2 separate regions of the Mus musculus genome follow, and region 1 is linked to region 2. The links are chromatin contacts, called in public Hi-C maps. All regions are on one chromosome and are shown on one strand. Each heading gives the region's core, a stretch centred on a gene start, on an enhancer-like site or on the middle of the called end of the contact. The rest is flanking DNA. Distances are from core to core; before and after follow the strand shown.

Evidence for each region. A called contact is a pair of places that touch in the nucleus more often than the background predicts.
Region 1: a contact with region 2 is called in a Hi-C map of CD4 T cells, with 1.8 times the contacts expected there. The contact joins two enhancer-like sites. A contact is called at or near these places in 6 of 484 Hi-C or Micro-C datasets (CD4 T cells, the HPC-7 cell line, dorsal root ganglion neurons and 2 more), 5 of 115 datasets of contacts at active chromatin or transcription factors (CD8 T cells, T-cell acute lymphoblastic leukemia, embryonic stem cells and 2 more) and 2 of 9 other capture datasets (adipose tissue and liver).

What each region holds. Positions count from the first base shown.
Region 1 is chr5:107,262,968-107,267,074 of GRCm38.p6, reverse strand. Tgfbr3 (transforming growth factor, beta receptor III) reads left to right here. Exons shown (of 17, transcript NM_011578.4): 2 at 725-881. The coding sequence starts at 815. Among named protein-coding and RNA genes, the nearest start is that of Tgfbr3, 25 kb to the left of the region's middle. Within about 2 kb of position 1,959, at least 34 of the 459 cell types and tissues checked have an H3K27ac peak or open chromatin away from gene starts, as enhancers often do.
Region 2 is chr5:107,146,001-107,150,389 of GRCm38.p6, reverse strand. Tgfbr3 (transforming growth factor, beta receptor III) reads left to right here. Exons shown (of 17, transcript NM_011578.4): 6 at 432-600; 7 at 2,217-2,364. Among named protein-coding and RNA genes, the nearest start is that of Gm42146, 54 kb to the right of the region's middle. Within about 2 kb of position 2,054, at least 54 of the 459 cell types and tissues checked have an H3K27ac peak or open chromatin away from gene starts, as enhancers often do.

The DNA.
Region 1 (4,107 bases), core at 710-3,209, 120 kb before region 2:
GGACTGAGTTTTTCTGCAATGTGGCAGAGAGGCAGCAAAGCCCTTTCTCCTTTTTAATATTGGTGAAGAGGTGAAGAGTTGAAATATGAGTTTTGTTCTTTCTGTTCTTTTTTTGTTTTTTGTTGTTTTTTGTTTGTTTGTTTGTTTTTTGTTTTTTTCTCTCTGCAGATTGACTCTCAGTGCAATTGAAGTTGATCTTAGTGGTAACCTCGCCATGGTGAGGCTCAGTCTCTAAGAACTATTTCTGCTTGCTGGCTCTTGGAACTGCATGTCCAGTGTCCCTGACTGTGTACATTGTTACTGCTGATATGACAGGTGTCTGCCTGGCGTGTCTGTCACGGTCCTAAAAACTCCACACAGAACCAAAGATCTACTTGAGTGTGTTGGTACATTCCTGTGATGCTAGCCATTCAGGGAGGTTGAAACAGGAGGGACTTGAACCCAAGAATGTTGGGCTAGCCTGGGAAACATAGTGAGACCCTGCCTCATGTTTAGTATGTGAAGTATAAGCATGTCACTTTTAAAACTACTCTCTGTAAGAGTCTTTGTTAACAGTCACTGTCCACCCCAATTTGCCTGAGGGCTGCCCCGGTCTTTTTCAGGACAAATTGTTTCTCTTCGATACTTTTCAGAAATTCTCCATTTAACTTTTTACATATGACATGTGTGTTCACTAGCGAAATTTCAACACTGTTTTCTTACTGAAATTTGTTTATTTTTCTAGGCAAGTTGAACATTGCAGAGAAGGATCTTAAGGCTACACCCGACTTGCCACACTTGCCATCCAGCTGAAGAACCAAAGGCTGTTGGAGAGATGGCAGTGACATCCCACCACATGGTCCCTGTGTTTGTCCTGATGAGCGCCTGCCTGGCCACCGCAGGTAATGCACCTTCTCAATTGGGAGGCTCTTAACCTTCTCTTGAATTCCTATTTCCTTCTCCCCTCAGTCTCTTTGGCTAAAAATATTTAGTCCATATTATCTTATGTAAAATGTGAATATTTATGTTATTTAGGTAAATAAAATATTTGACTATCATACTGATACATAATATGTTTTCCTGTGTTGTAGTTTACTAAGCTGGGGCTAGACATTCTAATGTCATGACACGGGACCCAGCTAACCTCTGTTGAGGTAGGCAGATAACAAAGAGCCCCATTTGAATTTTGTTACAGGCATAGTTAAGAGCAAAATAAGAATTGTAAGGGTCTTTTTATTCTCTTAAAAGAATGTTTTTATAAAATAAATAGATCTTTTGATATAGAGGTAACATCCTTATCGTGAGATTTGGGGAAGGGAGGCGTCTAGTTTCAGCTGCTTCGGACATATTAATAAGCATTCTTTAAGACCCAGAGAGAGGGTCTGAGAAGTAGGCTGTCAGTGCCAGCTTCAGCACTGAAGGAGAGAGAGAGAGCGAGAGAGAGAGAGAGAGAGAGAGAGAGAGTGAGAGAGAGAGATCGCTCGCGAGAGAGAGAGAGAGAGAGAGAGAGAGAGAGAGCGCGCTTATGTTTCCCAGAGGCTGTCAGAATGTAAGGGCAACGCTTTGGGGGAGTGTTAGGGGTATCATCATTTAACACATTTGGAAGGTTAATTCGCTCTATTTTATCATTGTGTGCACTTGTTCTGTAATGAGCTATATAAAAGCAATTCATTGTATCAGTTCTGGAAACGGGCAGTTCTCAACAAGGACAGCACCGACCTAAACGTGTACTCCAGCCAGCCTTTGGTATATATCGTATATAAACTCGAACAAAATAGTTCCATAAGCTCTGGTAATCAAAGCTCTGAGAGAAGTGTGCCATTTAGTAGGAGATAAAATGAGATATGGAGATACATAGTTCATTTACACGAAGTTGTGTAGCGGGTCCAGATTTTTACGTTTTGCATTTTGTGTGGTGGGTGGAAGATAACATCTGACCACGGAGGCTTCCGGAGGCAGACAGGGACTGTGCAGACAGACTGTGGGAAGGCCAGTTGGTAGAAAGATGTGTGAGACTGGAGATCAGAATGCTACCCCCAACCACTGTAGACATTTTGAAAGAAAGTTCTTAATGTTTTTTATTGATTCTTTTTTTCTTTCCTTCTTTCTGTTGTTGTTTTAAATGCCAGTATGTGAACTTGAACTGCCCGCTCTGTCTGTGTGGCTCTCTGTCAGCAGTTTCACTTTGTGTCACTGTTGAAGAATTGTTTGCCTTTCAGGGTATGCAATAAAATGGATCTTTTCTTTCTCTTTCTTTTCTTTATTTTTATTTTTTTGAGATAGGGTCCCTCTATGTTGCCTAGGCTATCCTGGAACACACAGAGACCCACCTACCTCTGCCTTCTGAGTAGAAGGATTCAAGATCTATGCCAGCGTGCTCAGCAAAAATGAGTCTTACTGTTAAAATGGATCAAGCGGTGGGCGAGAGGAGGCACACTTGCTGTGATAAGGTGTCGAACTGTGCCTGGGGTCTTGACACAGGGGTTCTGCTCTTACTGATGTCACGTCACGGAGAGCGGCTCCATGGGAAAGCTGTGAGCATGACGGCTTGTGTAGCCTTGATAGTTTTGACAGTGAATCACTCTTGCCAAACACCCTCCTTTCTCTTTCAGAACATAAGAGGGGGATGGGGGAGAAAGAAAAAGAAGAAATATATACACTTAGTCTCATATATATCCAAAGTTTTGCAAAAGTAGAAAATACAATAGAGCCACGGATTTTGTAGACTCACAGGGCACCTGGTAGGAAAGCAGAGGGGCGGGTGCCTCTTCTGTTTTTATGGGTTGTGAGTGTGTGTGTGTGTGTGTGTGTGTGTGTGCATGAGCATGCATGTATGAGCATGTATGTGTGTATGTAGGCCAGAGGACAATCCAGGTGTCTCTTTTCAGGCTCGGTGCCCTTTTGCTGAGACAGGTCTCTCAGTGGCCCAGAACTCACCAAGTAGGTAGATTGGCAATCCAAGTGAGCCCAGGGCACCCATCTGACTCTTTTTATTTTTATTTTTTTAAAGATTTATTTATTTATTTAATAAATATGAGTACACCACCAATGCTCTCTTCAGACACACCAGAAGAGGGCACCAGACCCCATTACAGACGTTTGTGAGCCACCACCATGTGGTTGCTGGGAATTGAACTCAGGACCTCTGGATGAGCAGTCAGTGCTCTTAACCACTGAGCCATCTCTCCAGCCCCCCCACCCCTGACCTGACTCTTACTTGACATTGGTGAGATTACAGCCGAGCCACACTCAGCTTTTAAAGTGTGGGTTCTGGGGACAGTCTGGGGATTGAACTCAGGTCATCATGCTTGCAAGACAAACATTTTACTGACTGGGTGCTAATCCGTAGGAAGGCTTTTTAAGTGTAGAAGTTCATTAGCTGGTGTCATTTTGTGCAACCCAGTAAGGGCGAATGAATGGAGGAGAAATAGTTCCTGCCTGTGCCGATGTATGCCAGCTTGCTTCTCTGTCCCTCAAGTTTGTCAGCGGCTAAGGATGACCTTGAACTGCTGATCTTTGTGCCTCTGGCTTTAGAGTGCTGAAATTATTGACGCGTGTCCTTATGGCCAATTTATATGATGCTGGGGACCTCCAACATGTTAGGCAAGCACTGACTGGGCCGCATACCAGCCCCTTTCAATAGTGTGTGACATAGACTCAGTTTACGTCCCAAAATGTTTCTTGGAGTATTCTGGCTGAGTTGAACTTCAAGAAGATCATAATAATGAAAACTTATAGAGTGATTACTGTATGCTAAGCCCCACCCTTCAATGCTTCTTTTTCTCTTTCTTTCTTTCTTTCTTTCTTTCTTTCTTTCTTTCTTTCTTTCTTTCTTTTTCTTCGAGACAGGGTTTCTCTGTGTAGCCCTAGCTGTCCTGGAACTCACTCTGTAGACCAGGCTGGCCTCAAACTCAGAAATCTGCCTGCCTCTGCCTCCCGAGTGCTGGGATTAAAGGCGTGCGCCACCACCGCTGCCCTGCAGTGCTTCTTACATATGACATCATTTCATTTCCAGAACAATGTGAATACTGTGATTACCCATAATTCTTAGGTGAAGGAACAGAACTGCAGAAAGACTAGCTGTTCCTTCAAGGGCTACCCAGCTAAGGAGCAGCAGTTAGTGGTACA
Region 2 (4,389 bases), core at 805-3,304:
AGGGCTGGGAGTCTTGGGCTTGGCTGACATTAACTACAGAGCCTCAGAAAGGAAAGATGTCCGTGTCCCACATGATCCCCTGAATCAGATTCTGAGGGACAGAGTCCTAAGAGGTGGTTCTGTCCTGGATCAAAGACAGAGGACCACTCTAGTGAAAAAGAGTAGGACACAGCAGGGGTCAGAGGAGATGAACAGGGGCAAGAAAGGAGTGGGTGTAGGCAAAGAAGAAGCCACTAGCACTGGCCAGCAGAAGGCCCCTGGTAGCCAAGGTAGAAGGCATGGCTGAGCAGTAGCCGAGGCCACAGATGAGGACCCTTTGGGCTCGTGGCTTCTGGTTCAGACTTAGCCTCGGTCACACTACCACCTCTTTCCTTCCCTCCTGGTCCCATAAACTCCCCGATTTGACCCCAGTGCCCTGTCTTTACTTTCAGATCAAGTGTTCCCTCCCACGTGTAACATAGGGAAAAATTTTCTCTCGCTCAATTACCTTGCGGAGTACCTTCAACCCAAAGCCGCCGAAGGTTGTGTCCTGGCCAGTCAGCCCCACGAGAAGGAAGTGCATATCATTGAGTTAATCTCCCCCAACTCCAATCCTTACAGGTGAGCACGCCTGTGCACTCAAGTGCACCCATGTCTGCATGTATGTACATGTGTGTGTGCGTATGTGTGTGTTATAACCTGAGAAGAGATGAAAGTAAAGATCTGTTCTCCCCTGATATGAGGGTGAGAGCGGGGAGCAGCTCACTTTATTTGGAGAGAGGGAAGCAGCCATGCTTCAGGCAGGCGTGGATCACAGAAGAGGAGGACGGCACTCAGCATGGTGACGTGGTTTGCATTATCACCTGGTTGTAAAGATATATATGCCAGAGAGTTCTTGAAGCCCCTTCTTAACTTCTGGGTTTAATTTTTAAGATAATGGTTCTCCTTTGCTATCTCCTTTGACGGACATCATCACTGTTGAAACAGTGATGTAATTAGAGTTACAGAGTAGCCTTATTATCTACCACAGTTACCATTTTAATATGCCTCTTTTGATTCGGTTATATGTATAATATCCTCAGAGTACGTATGCACCGTGTGTCTGTGTGTCTGTGTGTCTATGTGTCTGTGTGTGTCTGTGTCTATGTCTATGTGCGTGTGTACTGCATCTTCATGGTATGAATCAAGGATCCATTAAATAGATATCACAATCTGACACTTGTGGAAGTTTGATTCTCCCTATGAAAATAATTAGATTTTGTTGTTGTTTTTAAGGAGGGGAAAAATAATAATTTTCTACCCTGACCTGTATTTCATATGGGCCAGTGACTCAAACTTTACCAGTTTTTCTGTAGAGAGATTTTTGAAATGAGACGTGTAATAGAGTTTTCATTTCAAAATTGAATAGACCACAGATCGTTTGGGTGAGAATCTGTTCCATGCCATGTACAGAACTCTGTGGAGGGACCTGGAGAGTGCGCAGACCTTCAGCCAGGCTTTCTGATCATTGTGTCTCACACTTGAAACCACGACAGACCCTTCCCTCAAATTCGGAACGTTTAGTAAAGCGTTCATTTAGTAAAAACCATTTTCTCTCATGCTCAGTTCTTAGAAGTTTGTATTGTGCTCATCAATTTTGTATCAATTGCTTGCTTGACCACTAATTTAAATAACTTTATATACAGAAGCTTGGGAAAGTAAGTGCAGATATGATTATTTAACTGTTACTGATGCCGTAATCAAAACTTACGTAAGTCAAGAGGCCTTTGGCCTTTTATTTATTCTGACATTTCCTGGAGCATGTGCTAGCATGCCTCCTACCCCTTCCCTCCTCCAGCCTCAGCCACCCACATCAGGCTTTGAAGGGCTTCAGCATATAGGGACTTAGAAGTTCCACAACAAAGGGCGAAGGCACAGAACCTTGAACACAGACAATTCTGCTTCAGAAGGAAACTCCCTTGGTGTTCAAATCCCTTTAACTGAGGAAGCATTGAGGAGCCTTCCTCCCTCCCCCTCTCTAGAGGAGAAACACAGCTAATTAGCATCAGGCCTGCGATCCTATTGTTATGTAAACCCGTTTTGTTCAGCGTGCAACAGCAATCTGTTTTGCACATGTCATTTGCCTGGGATCCACGCCAGCATTTTAATCAACTGGCCAGACACTGGAAACACGAGGCTTGGAGCAGTGGCAGCCTTCTGGCTCCGGTCTTGACTTTGCCTTTGGTTTTCACACACAGCACCTTCCAGGTGGATATAATAATTGACATACGACCTGCTCGAGAGGATCCTGAGGTGGTCAAAAACCTCGTCCTGATCTTGAAGTGCAAAAAATCTGTCAACTGGGTGATCAAGTCTTTTGACGTCAAGGGAAACTTGAAAGTTATTGTAAGTTGGTTGCTCATTTCTTGGTCTTGTTAAACAGCAATAACTTAAACTGTGGTTGTGTGTGTTATTTTTGCAAAGGTTCTGCCTCTTTGAACTTTCTAAGCTCTCTGTTAGTTTTCACTCTGCAGCCTATACTTGGTTTCTTCTGCTGGACAGTCAATGTCATGGCTAAAACATGGCCCTAGGGAACATTGTGGACTTGGGTTTGAGTCTTGGCTCTATTACTTAAAAATTATGGCCTTGGACAAGTTCTTAAAGCTCTCTGAACTCCAGTTACCTCATTATGAAAGTTCTGACATGAGTTAGTGTACTTTCTAGTCTTAGTAAACATGAAGCAATGAACATTTTCATGTCTGCATATTCTTTAGGGGGTCAGTGTCACAGTCTGGAACCAGGTGCATAGGGAGGAAGGAAAACCAAGCTGACCCCAGCCCATGCTGTAGACTTCCCTGTTGAGATAAATATGTGATGTTGGGTGAATCTGGCTTGCATCCAACTTCCAGGAGTAATACTCTGACAGAAAAGTAACTCTGGGCTCTGTGTGTATATGGAGGGGGTGGGGAGTGAGGGTGGCATGGGATGGGATGGGATGGGATGGGATGGGATGGGATGGGATGGGATGGGGGTTGGTACTCACTCAGTAAATGACTTTATCCTGCAAGCTGTAATCCCAGGGCTGGAGTGTGGAAGACAAAAGAACCCTGTGAGCTCAGTTGCTGTCCATTCAGCCTAGCTGGCTTGGTGAGCTCCTGGTTCAGTGAGAGAAGCAGATAAAGATTCAAGAAAACACCTGATGTTGACTTCCCACCTCCACAAACACATATGTGCACCCTGCTCACACACATGTATATGCACTACACATGATCCTTTCATGGTAACCAGCTTACCTCTAACATAGCTTCCCAAAGCTTCTGTGAGGGGCCTTGCAGGCTGACAGGCTAAGGCAAAGGTTCATGTTGAAAAGTTGATGAAAGTTTGGTAAAACCAAGCTCATCTCAGATATAATTAGGGGGAAAAAACAACCCGATTTGGCATAATATTGGAGCAAAGTGTGGTGTGTGTGTGTGTGTGTGTGTGTGAGAGAGAGAGAGAGAGAGAGAGAGAGAGATCTCCTTGGCATCTCTTTTGTAAGAGTCAAATTTTTAATGTGTGTTAATTGACCATCTTTGTTAACAGCTAAAATGGATTGTAGATGTTTGGAATTTAGGAGAGTCGAGTTGTGTTGGTTCAGCATTCCTCTGCCCACTGCACCTTCCATGTGATCTCTGTCCTTTTGCTCACAGCACCTTCCATGTGATCAGCAGTGAGCAAAACCAACAGTTCCCTACAAGTCCAGTCACTTAGGTGAGCTCCCAGAGGAGCAGACAAAGCCAGGAGCACATCTTAATTTAAAATGCTTTTTCCTTGTTCCTAGGGATTTTTATATTATTATTATTATTAATTTACTTCGACTTTGAAACAGTCCAAATAATCCATCAAATGTAGTAGTGATGCATGAGGCTGGTACTGAGTGCAAAGCCTTGCCGTGATTTTCCAAGGTCACAGATATTTTGATTGCCTTCCCTTGGCATGGCGTAAGGGGTGGTGGCGACCTGGAGTGTCTGCTGCCTTTGCTGCCTGGCACGCCGGCCAACTGTTTTTAGTTTCAGAATAACAAAAACAGGAAAGGGAATCATGCCTTGAAAGGCAGAAAACATGCGGTGCACTTTAACTCCCTGCTGGAGTTTGTATGTACTTAGCTCTGACTGGCGGCTCTGCTGTCCCTGCATGCACGTGCCTGGACCACAGTGGTCCTGGGCTTTGCTTGAATGTCCCTGTCTGTCAGAGGAATCAGAGAGACTAAGAAAGACGAGGAATAAGATCGGCCATCATCCCAAACAAGATCTGTTTATATTCCTCTCTCTGGCTGCACTCCTGTTCCAGGCCAGTCCTGGACAATACATGACAACATTGCTAAACAATTAGGTAATGTTTCATGATGATCTTTTATTCCCCAGTCAGTTTCAGGCTCTTTGACTTCTAACT